Regions from separate parts of the Mus musculus genome. Here regions 1 and 2 are each linked to region 3. A link is a contact called in public Hi-C and Micro-C data. All regions are on one chromosome and are shown on one strand. The core of a region is the stretch at or near the end of the contact, and the rest is flanking DNA. Distances in the headings are between cores, read along the strand shown. Region 1 holds the start of C1qbp (complement component 1, q subcomponent binding protein). Region 2 holds the start of Spag7 (sperm associated antigen 7). Region 3 holds the start of Mnt (max binding protein).

Region 1 (4,487 bases), core at 1,388-3,887, 3.8 Mb before region 3:
CAGGAAGCCTCACACGTGCTGCAGAGCAGATTCACTTTGCATAGTCACAAACTAGGAACTGAAACACCTAGTGGCTCTTCCCCCTTCTGGGGGATTCTGGAGCTCAAACAAGTACTCTGTGCGTGCCTGGCCGAAGTTCACGGCTGCACCCTGGCCCATGTGAGATGGTCAGAATTCTTATGTGACAGCACATGTTCTGAAATCAGATAAAATTCCTTTGCCTCCACACCTGCAAGCAGAAGTTCCAGGGCTACACTGATTCAGCAGGGCCAACTAACCCAAGCAAGAGGGTACTGGGTGCTGCTTCCCGGAGTTCATCTGGGCAATGCCTTGCTGCCACTTTGCCACCAAAAAAAGAATGGCAAGATGAAACCAGAAAGCATGTACAACCTGTGACAGCCCAGACTAAGCTGAGCCGGGTCAGTCAGTCTCCCTCTCTTGGCTTTTCAAGAGAGAGTTTCTTTGTGTAGCCTTGGCTGTTCTGGTACTTGCTCATAGACCAGGCTGGTTTGAACTCACAGAAATCCACCTACTCCGGCCTCCCAGGGTGATAGCATTATAGGCGAGCCCCTCCCTCCACTGCTCAGCCTGGCCTTGAACTTTCTTTCTTTTTTGGCTTTTCAAGACAGGGTTTCTCTGAATAGCCCTGGCTGTCTTGGAACTCACTTTGTAGACCAGGCTGGCCTTGAACTCAGAAATCTGCCTGCCTCTGCCTGGCTGGGATTAAAGGCGTGCGCCACCACGCCCGGCTAGCCTTGAACTTTCTAATCTACACACACACACACCTACCACTAGGCTTATAGGCCCCACTGGATAAAACTGCTTTCTTGTACACTGTGTTCCTAAAGCACCAGGGATGGATCCTGGGGCCTCACGCATGCTAGAGAAGCACTCAAGAGTCCAAGTAGACTTCTCTAAGGAAGGCCGTGGGCGACTGTGTAACACAGAACAGCACAAACAAGGGCTTAACGGTCTTAAGGGTGTGTGGTAGCACGTGCCTACAACCTCAGCACACAGGTGTCTGAAGGACCAAGAGTCAGAGGCTGGTCTGTGCTCTACAGCAGCAACACAGAGACCCTGTCTCAGAAATGATCGGTTTAGGAAAGCGAGAGCTAAGCTTGGCTAAGAACCTTCTACCTTTGTCTGATGGCCTTTCTACACTCTAACTTCTTCCTTAAAAGTTACATACCTTGCATTTTTAACTACTACAAACACAAGCCAGATGGGAGTTCTAAACAAATGAATTTATCAGTACTATTAAACATTAAAAAAAAAAAAAGTCCCAGCCCTTAGGTCCAGACTGGGCACAGCATCCCTCATTAGTAAGCCAGTGACTGCGCTTGTGGCTCCCAGACTCCCCTCTACACACCCTGGAGCTGCTTCAGGCCTCCTTAATAACCAAGCCCAGAAGTCTGTATTCATTCAGAGAATGCACTCCCTGGAACCTAAGAACTTTTCCAAGTAAATGCTTTCTTAAAAGCCATTTTATTGGCCAGCTGTGGTGGCGCACACCTTTAATCCCAGCACTCGGGAGGCAGAGGCAGGCGGATTTCTGAGTTCGAGGCCAGCCTGGTCTACAGAGTGAGTTCCAAGATAGCCAGGGCTACACAGAGAAACCCTTCCTCGGAAAAAAAAAAAAAACAAACAAACCCAAAAAAGAAAAGCCATTTTATCAAAGTACTGGGCCTAAGCTGAGGCTCTCCTGGGGATGGCCAGGACAGGGTGCTGTAGTCAGGGATTCCCGACTTGAGAACCCAGAATACAAGCCCTGGGCCACTTACTTTTCTCCGGCAACTTTGCGCAATAATTTAGCCTCCGTGCCGTTCACCTCCAGCTCCCAATCTCCAGACATCTTGGGAAGGGACTTGTGTTTCTGGATCTTCTTTTCTTCCTTAATTTCATCAGTCAAGAATTCAACGAAGGCCTTGTCTCCTAAAAGAAAAGCCAAGATGACCCAAAGGGAGAAAAGCCGGTTACCGATAGACCGGACTGTATCCATTCTTACGACACTAGCCCAAATCACTCCTTAAAACGTCCGTTTCTCACTCTATAAAAAGAGCAGGATATACTTACTGAGCTGAACTGATATTTATCATGAGATGGTTATTTCTTATCATGGACTCACTACTATTACTTCCCATATTAAACAAAAGAATTCCCAATTATCCTCTTTCTGGTTCCAAAAGACATAACCAACAACCACACTTTGAAACCACGACCCTACGGACTTTGCTAAGCCACATTTCCAAGACGCGAGAAGGGGGGGGAAGCTTTCGATCACGAGGGTCTGTTCCAAGCTGGGTGGCCGCACTCCGACTAGGGTGCGTGAACCTTACCTTCCGTGTGCAGAGCGCCACAGCCGCACGCGCAGGGAACCGGGGGCTGCAGGAGGCCAGAGCGCCGAGCCGAGCCGGCCCGTACGCTGAGCAAACCGAAGGGCCGGAGGCATGGCCGGGGCGCGGGCTGCAGGAGATGCCGAAGCGGCTGGGCCGGGATGGCGGTTCGGAGGCCGGAGGCGGCGGCGCCGAGGGCGCGGGGCACGCAACGCAGCAGAGGGAGCATCGCGGGGCGGACACGTGCAGAGGGAAGGACGACCGGGCCAAGGCACCGTGTGACCTCGCGCGCTGCCGGAAGCCCCGCCCTCGCCCGGGGAAGCGCTTTCCACCCCAGAGGACTGCAGTCATCCGGGCCGGACCGCGCCCTCTGCTGGGAGCCGCCAGTGCAGTCGGGGAGGCCTTGACTCAGCTACCTTGACCACCATGTCTCCCTTGCTGCCCACTCTCCCCAATTCACCTGCTTTTCTCAATCCACACCAAGCTTTGTTACCGCGGAATGCGTTCAGGTTCACCCCAACTCGCGCAAAACCGTATATTCAAAGATCACTTAACGATCTTCTGAAACCGACTAATTCTGGAAAGCCCAGGCTGACCTGCACGCAGTTGCTGTGGAGTGGACATCCTGGCCTCATTAGACATTAGATCCAGAATCCCAAGAACAGGATGAAGGATTTATGTTGGAAACCTTTGCACGCCCTAACAATTCATGGGCCAGTTTTAATGGACCATCGGTTTCCTGGGAGCAGGAATATATGGCTTACATCATAGGCGAGGCCCTTGGTCTTGCGAAGATTATATGCCCCAGTACAGGGGAATGCCAGGGCCAGGAATCGGGAGTGGGTGGGTTGGGGAGCAGGGGGAGGAGGAGGGTTTAGGGGATTTTTGGAGAGGAAACTAGGAAAGGGGATAGCATTTGAAATATCTATTAAAAAAAAAGAATCAAGGATAAGAGGCTGGAGATATGGCTCAGTGATTAAGAGCATTGTTGCTCTTGCAGAAGACTAGAGTTCTAGTTCCAGCATCCACATGCCTGCTCACAACTATCTAACTTCAGTTCCAGGGCAGCAGATACCAAAACACTCAAAGGTATTTAAAAAAAAATCAATCAATCAACCAATCAACAAAACCACTCCCCTCCCCAAACAAAACAAAACAAAACAAAAACCAACCAAATCACTCACACACACCCCAAAACAAACAACAAAAGCCCTGCTCATGCATTATAGTCCCAGCATCAGGGAGGTAGGCAAACAACTGAGTTTGAGACCTGCCTGGTCTACACAGCAGGTTCCAGAACAGTCAGGGTCACATGAAAAAGACTTCTCAAAAAAAAAAAAAAACAAAAGTAAATGCTGGATACCAAGACTTATCGAATGAATGGCAGTAAGAATAATGTTTAATATTCTAAACAGCATTCTTTAAATAAGGGAAAGGAGGCCCAACAAAAGAGGCCACACAGATCATTATACAAGATTCAGTTTTTATGGATTTGATAGTCAAAAGCAAATTTCGAGCATTATATACTAGAACTGTTCTTTTATGTTTGAGACCAGAGAGAACAGAGCACATGTCCAAATCCGCTTGTCAGTTTTCTACACTACAGCAGTCTATAGAGAATTGTTTCCCCACCGGTATAGTCTAGTTTATGTGCTCAAGGAATGGCATCTTAGATGCGCGGCCACAGTTCCAAACAGACCCTGGTAGCTGGAGCACAAGGATTTGTGCCACAGTAAATACTTTGCTGTTTTGGAATCCTGTTATAAGAGATGCAAATGTTCTCACAGGGATCCTGGTAATGGAACTGGTGCCCCGGGTGTCGCAGGCCACGGTTACCAAGAAGATAAACCCCTGCAGCACGCAGGGCTGTTGTGGAAGTTCATCTGTCTGTTGGAGGCTATTCTGTCCAGGCTGGAGTCTTCAGGTTGGAGAGTTTGCCAACTTGAAAAGTAGCTCAGGTTGTACTGCAGCAAAACCACAAAACATTTCACTTTCTTAAGAAAGCTTGAAGAGAGCTGTCCCTTTGGCTGAAGATAAGCATTAATTTCTTCGTAGTGATCTGTGGAGTCAGAATGGGGCTCCCACCTCATGTAATCCCTGAGCAGCTGTGTTGAATAGTAATTTTTAAAAAAGCTTAATAAAAAACTAAATATT
Region 2 (4,555 bases), core at 1,625-4,124, 4.2 Mb before region 3:
CAGGAGAGACTCTTAAGACAGAAATTGGTAAGGGAGAATGATCTAGTGTTGTGACAAGGCTGGCCATGTTGGGTTTGCTTGGGGGCTGGGGGTGGGGGTGGGGCCACTGAAGAAGAAATCTGGAACTCTGGTCTAGAAAGCCCATTGAGTGCTTTTCAATCACGCGCCTCCTCATAGCAGCAGGAACCCTAAGACATTGACCTTTTCTTTGGAGGCAGAGGTGTCCAAAGTTAGCCATAAATAAACTCTCCTCTTTTACCGAATGCTCCTCCCCTCTCTCAGATCCTGCCTTTGTACCAGATCATCCCGTCTGCCCTTGGGGGACAGCTGCAACCCCAGGGATATACCTAGACATGAGCTCTGGCACTGAGCCGCAACCCCAACTATAAGCAATACGGGGCTGTCCGCTCTCTCTCCCTACTCCCAGCTTTGAGACTTCCAGGCAGACCTGAAACTCACTATGGAGTCCATGCTGGCCTCAAACTTACAGATATGCTAGCCGAGGACTGACAAATGTGGTGTTGAGACTTGAACCTAGGGTCTTCCATATGCTAAGTGTTTCACCGCTGACTGAGAAACATTCCCAGCCACCAGACTACCTTTTTTCCTTAGATTTATTTTTATTATCTTAACTATGCATATTCGTCTATGTATGAATCCGAGTGCCCACAGAGATCTGAGATGTCAGATTCCCCCCAGGAGCTGGGGTTACAGGCAGTTGTAAGGAACCTGATGTGGAGTCTGCAAATCTAACTCAGGTTCCCAGGAAGAGCAGTCTGTCCTCTTAACCGTGAGCCATCTCTCCAGCCCGCTCAGCTACTTTTAACCTGGTTCCTTATCCTGCCTGTCGCTTCCCATGGTAGGGGGTTGCTGCCTCTTGTGATTGGGCACACATCTTCCTCCTGTTCCTCAGCTTCAAATGTCCCTTCCCCTTTCTTTTGGTGTTTCAAAATCCAAGCTTGCTTCTTCCACAGGACTGAGTCCCCAAAGTGGCACTGAATTCTTCCTGTTTTCTAGTCACTCCATGCTTCTGCACGTGCTCCTTCTCTCTGGAATGCTCTTCCTCCTCTCACAGCAAACACTGAATCCTCACCGTGAGTCAAGACTTCCTCTACGCTCTAAGCACATTCACTGCTAAAGACGTGGGGTTTTTTGTTTTGTTTTTCCCCCTGTCTCCCTTACCAGGCTATGAGCTGCTGGAGGGTTGACCCTGCTCACCTGTCCAGTTAGACGTCAGAGTCCAAGACCTGACAAACTAGAAGCTCTCGTCTGTCTGACTTCACTATCTTGGCCTTTCATTGTGTTCTGATTGCTTTTCCAGTGTTTTCTGCATCTTGGGAGGTAGCATAAGAACACTGAGGCTACGAGCTCACATCTGGGTTCCAAATTCAGCTTAGTAACCTGAGACCCGAGGCAAGTGGCTAAAGCCTCCTATTCTGACGGCTGATGGGAGCACACCTATTACTCAGCTGAACATTAAGTAACTCTAACTCCTGTTTCCTATTAAGCTCTGCTTTCCCATAGCTTTCGAACAGACTGCACTCCCTTTACTGAGTTACCTATTCTTTGTTGCTCGGCTCATTTCAGACAAGCCTGGGACTCCCAATTAATCTTTCCTACACATGTATATTAATTGGTTATTAAAATTCCGTATGATCATTAATAAACGTCCCAGACATGGTCTATAATCTCCTTGATGAGCATCTTTGGCTTCACAAGTTTTGTAAATAAGGGAGTACAGATATTTAACAGTCTTTGAACATTCTGAAAGCATCCTGTCTTGCCTCCTTTGAGCAGATGGGTAGTAGGTGCGGGTAGGAGACTTATCCACGACCAAGGCTCACGTGGTTGGGAGCTGGATGCACCTAAGGCTATCCTTTCTATAAAGTCCTTCACATGCGCTCCAAGCCAATACAGGGCAGGCCACTTCGGGCCGCACCCTACCCTGGCTGCCAAACCCCAGCGAGCTTTCTGGTTAGCTACTCAGCGCGGGGGCTGGGAAGGAGAGATGGCGAATCGGAGCCTGCGGGGCATTCTCATCTCTCCAATCAACATCACGATCTAGTTGGGCAGCACAGGAATTTAAGGCTATAGTTAGGAAAGGGCGGTGGAAGGTATGAGGGACTGGGTCAACTCAAGAAGGGGCATAAAGATAGGAGGATCCAGCCAACCAATGGGAGGAGCTGAGGCTGAGGTCGGTCAGAAAAGGTAACACTTTAAAGGTAGAGCTTTTGGCTGAGCTAGCCAATAGAGGGGAACAGACGGGTGGATGGGCGTGCCCTAAACTCAATCGTAATAGAACTGGAGATTCGCGGGACCGAGGCGATGGATACGACATCCTCCAATCGGAAGAAAGGCATCCTACTAATCAGAGCTCACCAACAGCAGACAGGCAGGCCCGTTGACCAATCGCAAACAAGGACTGTAAAAGGCGAGGATAGGAAGAAGAGACTGGAGGTAGAAGGCAGGCTGAGGTAGCCAATCATTGTTTGCAAAAGACAGCGGGCGGGCCGACAGGCCTTTTAGGGACTCTGAGGGTCTCAGAAGTGGCCTGTGGGGGGTCTGTTAGGGTAGGAGGTGGCATTATTCAAAGAGGGAAGAGTGTGGTCCCAAGAATCGGGCGAAGATACGCGGTTGTGAATCTGGGATCCTCACCTCGGGCCTTGCGCCGACTCTCCTGGTCACCGAGGCTGGGTGGTTTCTCCATGGAGCTCAGGATGGAGCCCAGTAGGTCCGCCATCTTGGGAATGAGTGAGAGGGGGCGGTGCGTCTTAAAGGGAAGGACGAAATGCCTTTAAGGCCGGAAACACGTCGGAAGCGAAAAACCGCGCTGCTCCGCCCCGCTTAAGGCAGCGAGATGAGGCCGGCGACTTGCGTGGCGACCTTCCTACCCCGCCCCCAGCAGAGAGAGGCCGGAGGCTAGCTGGTGCAGAGACGTTTAATGGCAATTCGTATAAACCAAGCCCATGCACAAGTAGAAAGTGCTCGTGGAGCCAGCCGGGGGCTCCCGCCGCGCCAGGGAATCAGACGCCCGGCCGCGCAGCGCCTTAAATAGATTCTTCACTATACTCTGTATGTTACAGTTATGTACACACCCCTCCCCACGGGAGCGGGACTCCGCCTCGCGATCCTATGTACACCCCCTCCTCTTTGGCCCCTACGTGGGCGACCAGAGAGTCAGGGTGATGGGGAAGACAGGGCCAGGAAAGGAGGAAACAGACGCAAACATGCGGAGTCAAGGTGGGGGCAGTCACCCCTGAAACACGAGGGCGCGCGCAGCGAAGGCAGCGGTGGGGACCGAGGCGGATACATTCATCAGAGACTCTCGAACAAATAAATAAGGCAAGTCAGGAAGGTCCGAGTCAGGTGCAGGCAGGAACGGGGATATGGAGAAGGTGCAGGCAGGGCTCCGGAGGTCACAGCTGAAGATGCAGATATGTGGGGCGTGGGTCTTCTGGAGCCGGAGACCAAAAGAGGAGGCACAACCAGAAGGGAGGAAACGTGTAAGGCCTGGGGGCGGGGGTTCTACGAAGGGCTCCCAAAAAGGTGAAGGGGTGAAGAGCTGCCGACAGGGGGCTCCCCTAGTCCCGAAAGCCCTCTCCTTGTTTAGACAGCCAGAAGGGGCTCCCAGGGTTTTGAAGAAAGGCGTTGGAGAGGTCAGGTGGCCAGTCCTGGCTGGGGCAGCCCCTCCAGCTCCTGGTTCTGCTTCAGTTCCCTCATTCTGCGGAGAGACAGAGCCAAGTCAGAGGAGACTGATGGATCAGAAAAGGTGTCAGGGCAGAGAGGTAAGGATGGGGTTAGAACCTGTGTCGGCAGCGCCGCAGGAACCTCATTATTTTCCGGGCTGCCTGGTCTTGCTTCTTGGTGAGAAAGGTGCCCCTGGTGGGAAAGAAGAGTCCCCACTTTAAGACCATTGTAGGGAAAGGCTGGAGGGCCGATAGAGGTAGTGGGCATTAACAAAGAGGTAAACTGAGGGCTGTATAGGGGCAGGAAGGGGTGGTCCCTACTTGTTTCGAGCAGGAAGGGGGCCTGAGGGCCGGTGAGGAGGCCCCGGCCTGCGGCGGTAGGAGCGGTAGTGCTGCTGGATAAGCACCGCTGCTCGGCGGCTCTGCTGAAACCGCTTCTGTTCATAGTAGCTTCGGAACTTGCTCTGAATCAGGATGGCCGCCTGAGTCATTTTCTTATAGAGTGCAAACTGCAGGGAAGGAGAGGGGGGACAGGAGCTGAAATGGAGAGACAGAAATCCAAACCTCTGAAGGTCACCCTTCAATTAGGCTGATGTAGAGCCCGTTCTCTGACCCACCCACGGCTGAATCAGACTACTCACACCCAGATCTCATGCCTAATACCTTAAGTGCAATCCAGGTCAGCTTGTGGAAAGAGAGGGGACGTTAGGGCTCTCATAGCACAGAGATAGATAGGTTAGGTGGACGCGTGTTGGTATACTTTTGAGAAAATGCTCTAACCTGCTTGTACTTCCGATAACAACGTTGGATCACCGCTGCGGCTACCTCCTGCTGCTCCTTCAGCCTCCGACCCTAAAGGAAGAGAATGA
Region 3 (4,408 bases), core at 581-3,080:
TATCCCTAGTATTTTCCTTTGCTTTAGCTTCTTAGTGACACTGGACATTTGCATAAGAGTTATTCATGCTCAGGTTCACACGCTACAGTTCAATACATCAAGATCAAAGACTCCATTCAGCTGTGCCGGGTGTCTTTCTCTAGGATAAACCTGAAGGGGAAGGGAGACCCGCCACCCTCTTTTGTTCTGTGTTCCTGGCAGCTCCTGAAGTAGGCAGGTAATGTTGGATAGGTTGGATTGTCACGGTGGCCCGCTCTACGATCTTATGGTTGGGTTTCCGGTGCTGTGCGATGGAGCCCAAGATCCTGAAAGCACCGACTGGCATGTCTCCATTTCCCTTGCATTGGCTACCATGGAGGTTGAAGCATTAACAGGTAACTGACTATCCCTAGCACTGAGAGTAATTGCATCGGCTTCGTTGTGCCCATAATATTCTAGTGCTTTTCAATGCTAACTGTACGAATGGAGATTGTATGGCTTTCCACCAAAGAGAGTTCCAGATGTAGGATATTTTTGTTGTCCTAATCAAGAAGATGTAAGTGCTCAGCCCCCTTCCTGAACTGCAGTTTGATAGTTCTTCACTTTTGCGAGGACCCGAGGTGGTAAGAGGCAGCTGGCGGTTGAGAGAGGTCTGACTAGACTACGAGTTGCTCAATGAACAAGGAGCAGTTGGAGTAGTCCCTTCACTTGGGCCTCAGTTTTCTTACCTGCAAAGTGCAATGATTTGGGCAAGCTGACTTCAAAGATCTTTCTGACTGTACCTAGGGACAGTCCTAAGCCCTGCAGCCAAGATAAAGACTGACTGGCGAGCTTAGGAGAGTGCGCGGTTCCAACCCAACACAGTGAGCGACCCCGCCCCGCGCCCAGCGGGCCGCTAGGGTAGCGCGCGGCTTCCGCCCTCCACGTTGTTGTTCCTGATTTAGGCCACGCCTCCTCGGCCTGGGCTTTGGACGCTTCTCCTTTTGATTACTGGTGCCGGGGCCCAACAACGAGGTGCCCTCTAGAGTGGCACACTTTTAGTCCCCACCCATATCAGAAACCGGTGGACAAAGAATTTAGGAGAAGGGAAGTAAGCCCTGGTTTTGAATGGGAGGGTAATGTAAAGCAGGGGATGGACTGCGGAATTCCCCTGTAGGTGTCTCACCCTTCCGTCACCCGGTGGCCCTATCCGCACCCGCTAATACGACCCTGTAGACACTGTCCCTTTAAACCGAAGGCTGGCGGCGCGGGGTGTCCATGTGGAGCTGCTCCATGCCGTGTTGTCCTGCCCGCCCATTGGCGGGCGGCCTGGTGATGTAGCCTAATAGGATGCGAACGCACTGCGGGGGGAGGAACAGAGACAAAATCCGGAACGGGATCAGCTCTCCCGTCCCTCTGTCAGGACTCTAGCAGCCTGCTGTCAGCTCCGCCCAGGGGCGGATCCCGGGGGGAATTGCGACAGACCGGACGGCTGCGGGATTTAGGTCGTGTCTACGTGGGGCGAAGAGACCTAGGGGTCAGACTATAGGTCTCCCTGACCTGTGTCACCGCTGTCTCAGCTAACCGAAGCCTTGGGCTTCCCATTCTCTCAGCAAGGCAGATCCCGCCGTGAATGCCCTAAGCACGCAAACCCCGTTTAACTTGTGGCTGGCCACGGAGAGGAGGGGCAAGTAGGGAAAGCGGAAACAGCGAGGAAGCCTGGTTCCATCTTCTCACCCCCACCCAAGCCACGTGTGCGCGCGCGGTGGGCGGGGCCATCCCTGGCGCGGCCCCGCCCTCAGTGAGACGCCGCGGCCCTGCGGGCGGGGGCTCCGGTCCGGGCTTTGGCTGCGGCCCCGGTGTAGTAGCGGGGGCGGCGGCCGGGGGCAGCGCGGCTCCTTCCCTTGTTGTGTGTGTCGGTGCCTCCTCGCCATCTTGTTGCAAAGCCCTTTCTTGTCGGCGGGACTCCGGGGGCCGCGGGGCGGGAGGCATCGGAAGGGAGGAAGAGGAAGAAGGAAGGAAGAAGGCAGTGCCGCCTTTTTTATTTTTTGCATCAAAATTTTTTTAATTTGCAAATTTTTATTTTGCAAATATTTTGGGAGACATTGATTTTTCTCCCCGTGCTCCCCCGTTCTTTTCTGAGGAGTGCGCTGCGCCGCCCAGCCCTGTCGCCCCCCGGAGGTGATCCCTCCCTCCTGCCGGCCCGCCAGCCTGACCTGTGCTTGGCTCGCGGGCCGCAGCCTCGGCCCCGGCGCGCCCCCGGCTGCTCTCGCCGCGATGAGCATAGAGACGCTACTGGAGGCGGCCCGCTTCCTGGAATGGCAAGCGCAGCAACAACAGAGAGCACGTGGTGAGCGGCCCGGCTGGGCCCCTGGGGCACTGGGCAGAAGGGGAGGCCAGTGACCCCGATCCCTGAACCCACTGGAAATCGCAGGGAGGCCCCTCTATGGCGCGACCTAAAAAGCCGGGCACAAACTCCCCGCAAGAGCTGCCGTCCGGGAGGAGTGATGCGAACGTTGAAAATAATTAATGAATTCATTAACATGCAAAGAAGGACCCAGTTTCTGCGGGTACCACCCTAGCTGACTGGCACCCCCGTACACCTTCAGTGGGGGGCCCCTTAGTTGTGGGCGGGCGGCGCCCTCGCTACCATTGAGGATGTGTGAACCGGGGGATGGGGAGAGGGATGTTGATGTGTGGGGGTGGCAGACCCGCGTGTGCTTGCGTGTGAGCACCAAGATGATGTGTGATGGGAACCGGGGAAGAGCGGATGAACGGACCTGTACACGGGTGTGTTTGTACAGCACACGAGTGGGCGTGTGCGTAACTGAGTGGGGGTGGGGAATACTCTACGCCGAGCTGCTCTTCGGATTCCCTGGCCTGGGCTGGAGGGTGCGGGGAGCGCTCCCGGCAGATCTACGCGCTGCTTGGGGCGGAGGCGGCCTTTGCAGAATGAAATGACATCGCGTGTCTTATGATCCTGGCCAGCCCCGCCTGACCCCGCCTCCCAGAGCTGGGCTGGGTCGCACGTCTAGCTTTGGCTGAGAGCTGCGCTGATTGGGTGCATGTGAGTGTCCCGCGGGTCGCTGGGGGCAGCCCTAGGCCCCCCTGCCTTGCCCTGCTTTAGCCGGTGTGGAATGTGGCGTGTCTGCGCGTTTCAAACCCGCTCTTGGCTGGAATGTTGCGTGTGCCTGCGTCCCAAGCCCGTTGGTTACCCGGACTGCTGACGTAGTCAGGCCCCGCCCCCGACCACGTGCACGGGGGACACTCCCGCTGGGGACTGTGCGGCCCGGCCCCTCCTCACCGCCTCGCGGTTGCCTAGGGGCGGGGTCTGGGCGGGGCTGGCGAGGGGCCTGGAGTCGGGTTGGCCTCCAGCTCTGGTTGCTGGCCATCTCCCAGGGAGAGCCTTTGCCCTGGGTAGGAGGAGCTATGTTCACCTAGGCTCTTGCTGGATCCTCCTGTTTTTGATCCTGTAGCGAGGGAATCCTCAGAATCTCAGGGTGACATCTATAAGTAACATCTCACTGACCCACTAACAGTGTCCCTAAGCCCTTCTGGCAACAACCCGGCCACATTGTTATAAGCTCGCCTAAGAAGGGTAAACTTTGGCGCGCCCTCAGAGGCTAAAAGAGGGTTTATGAGACTGTCATCCACCCGCTTTGGCTATGGTCCCTAGCCTTCGAGTGCTGCTTAAATAGGGGCCGAAGGGAAAAGACCCCCGCTTTCCAGCCTCTTGTGAGGGCCTCAGTTCTGAAGCAGTGTGTGTGCAGTTCCTAGGGATTCCTGGTTCCCCTACCCCCTCAGAACCCTTCAGTCGGTAGTGTTGTGGTGGAGTTCTTCGCCCTCCTTCCCTTTCTTTCTGCCTATTGTTGCTTCAGTGATGAGTCATGCAGGAGGTAGTAGTGTGTGTGTTGTGTGCCCGCGCACAAAGGCGCGCGCGCGCCTGCAGCTTGTTCCGCGCGGTGGGGCGGGAGGAGTGGTAGCCCGCAAGGGGCGGAGGAGCTGCAGGTTCGCAGGCCTTGTCAGACCGAGTAGCCACTCAAGGTCAGGAGTCACTGGAGATTTGCAAGACCCAAGTGCTTAGGTTTTTTGCAGAATGGATGGCTGGGGTATCTGTCCACATGTCCCTCCCCTTTGTGTTTTGAGTCCAGAGCAGGGTCAAGCAAGTGCTGGTGGTTAACCAGAGCGACTAGTATACCCCTCTCAGCGGCGGATGTGGGGAGGGGGAAAATTGAAGAGTTTGAGAGGAAGAGTCATCTGCTGCTACCGTCAACACAATGCAGATCAGGAATACCAATCATACCCCCCCCCCCCCATGTAATCAGGCAGTCTTGGAGAGAGGAACAGGATTGACCCTACTGTTGCCTCTGGGGAACTCTTATTTCACCTTCCAAGCCATATAGAAAAAGGGTGAAGCCCCCCCCCCCCCTTCTGCTGTGCTCTGTTAAGC

The links. Hi-C and Micro-C count contacts between places; a contact is called where the count stands out from the background.
Region 1: a contact with region 3 is called in a Hi-C map of B cells, with 5 read pairs. The contact joins the promoter of C1qbp here to the promoter of Mnt in region 3. A contact is called at or near these places in 1 of 39 promoter capture datasets (cranial neural crest) and 1 of 484 Hi-C or Micro-C datasets (B cells).
Region 2: a Micro-C map of embryonic stem cells shows a contact between it and region 3, with 5 times the contacts expected there. The contact joins the promoter of Spag7 here to the promoter of Mnt in region 3. A contact is called at or near these places in 2 of 39 promoter capture datasets (cranial neural crest and frontonasal cranial neural crest) and 1 of 484 Hi-C or Micro-C datasets (embryonic stem cells).

The regions. Positions count from the first base shown.
Region 1 is chr11:70,980,389-70,984,875 of GRCm38.p6, forward strand. C1qbp (complement component 1, q subcomponent binding protein) reads right to left here and starts at 2,638. Exons shown (of 6, transcript NM_007573.2): 1 at 2,337-2,638; 2 at 1,782-1,932. The coding sequence starts at 2,562. It overlaps Dhx33 (DEAH (Asp-Glu-Ala-His) box polypeptide 33), which reads right to left. Exons shown (of 12, transcript NM_178367.4): 12 at 3,703-4,487.
Region 2 is chr11:70,666,542-70,671,096 of GRCm38.p6, forward strand. It overlaps Spag7 (sperm associated antigen 7), which reads right to left and starts at 2,875. Exons shown (of 7, transcript NM_172561.3): 1 at 2,656-2,875. The coding sequence starts at 2,740. Camta2 (calmodulin binding transcription activator 2) reads right to left here. Exons shown (of 23, transcript NM_001190376.1): 19 at 4,467-4,538; 20 at 4,350-4,370; 21 at 4,008-4,195; 22 at 3,805-3,879; 23 at 2,922-3,721. The coding sequence ends at 3,658.
Region 3 is chr11:74,829,094-74,833,501 of GRCm38.p6, forward strand. It overlaps Mnt (max binding protein), which reads left to right and starts at 1,831. Exons shown (of 6, transcript NM_010813.3): 1 at 1,831-2,308. The coding sequence starts at 2,236.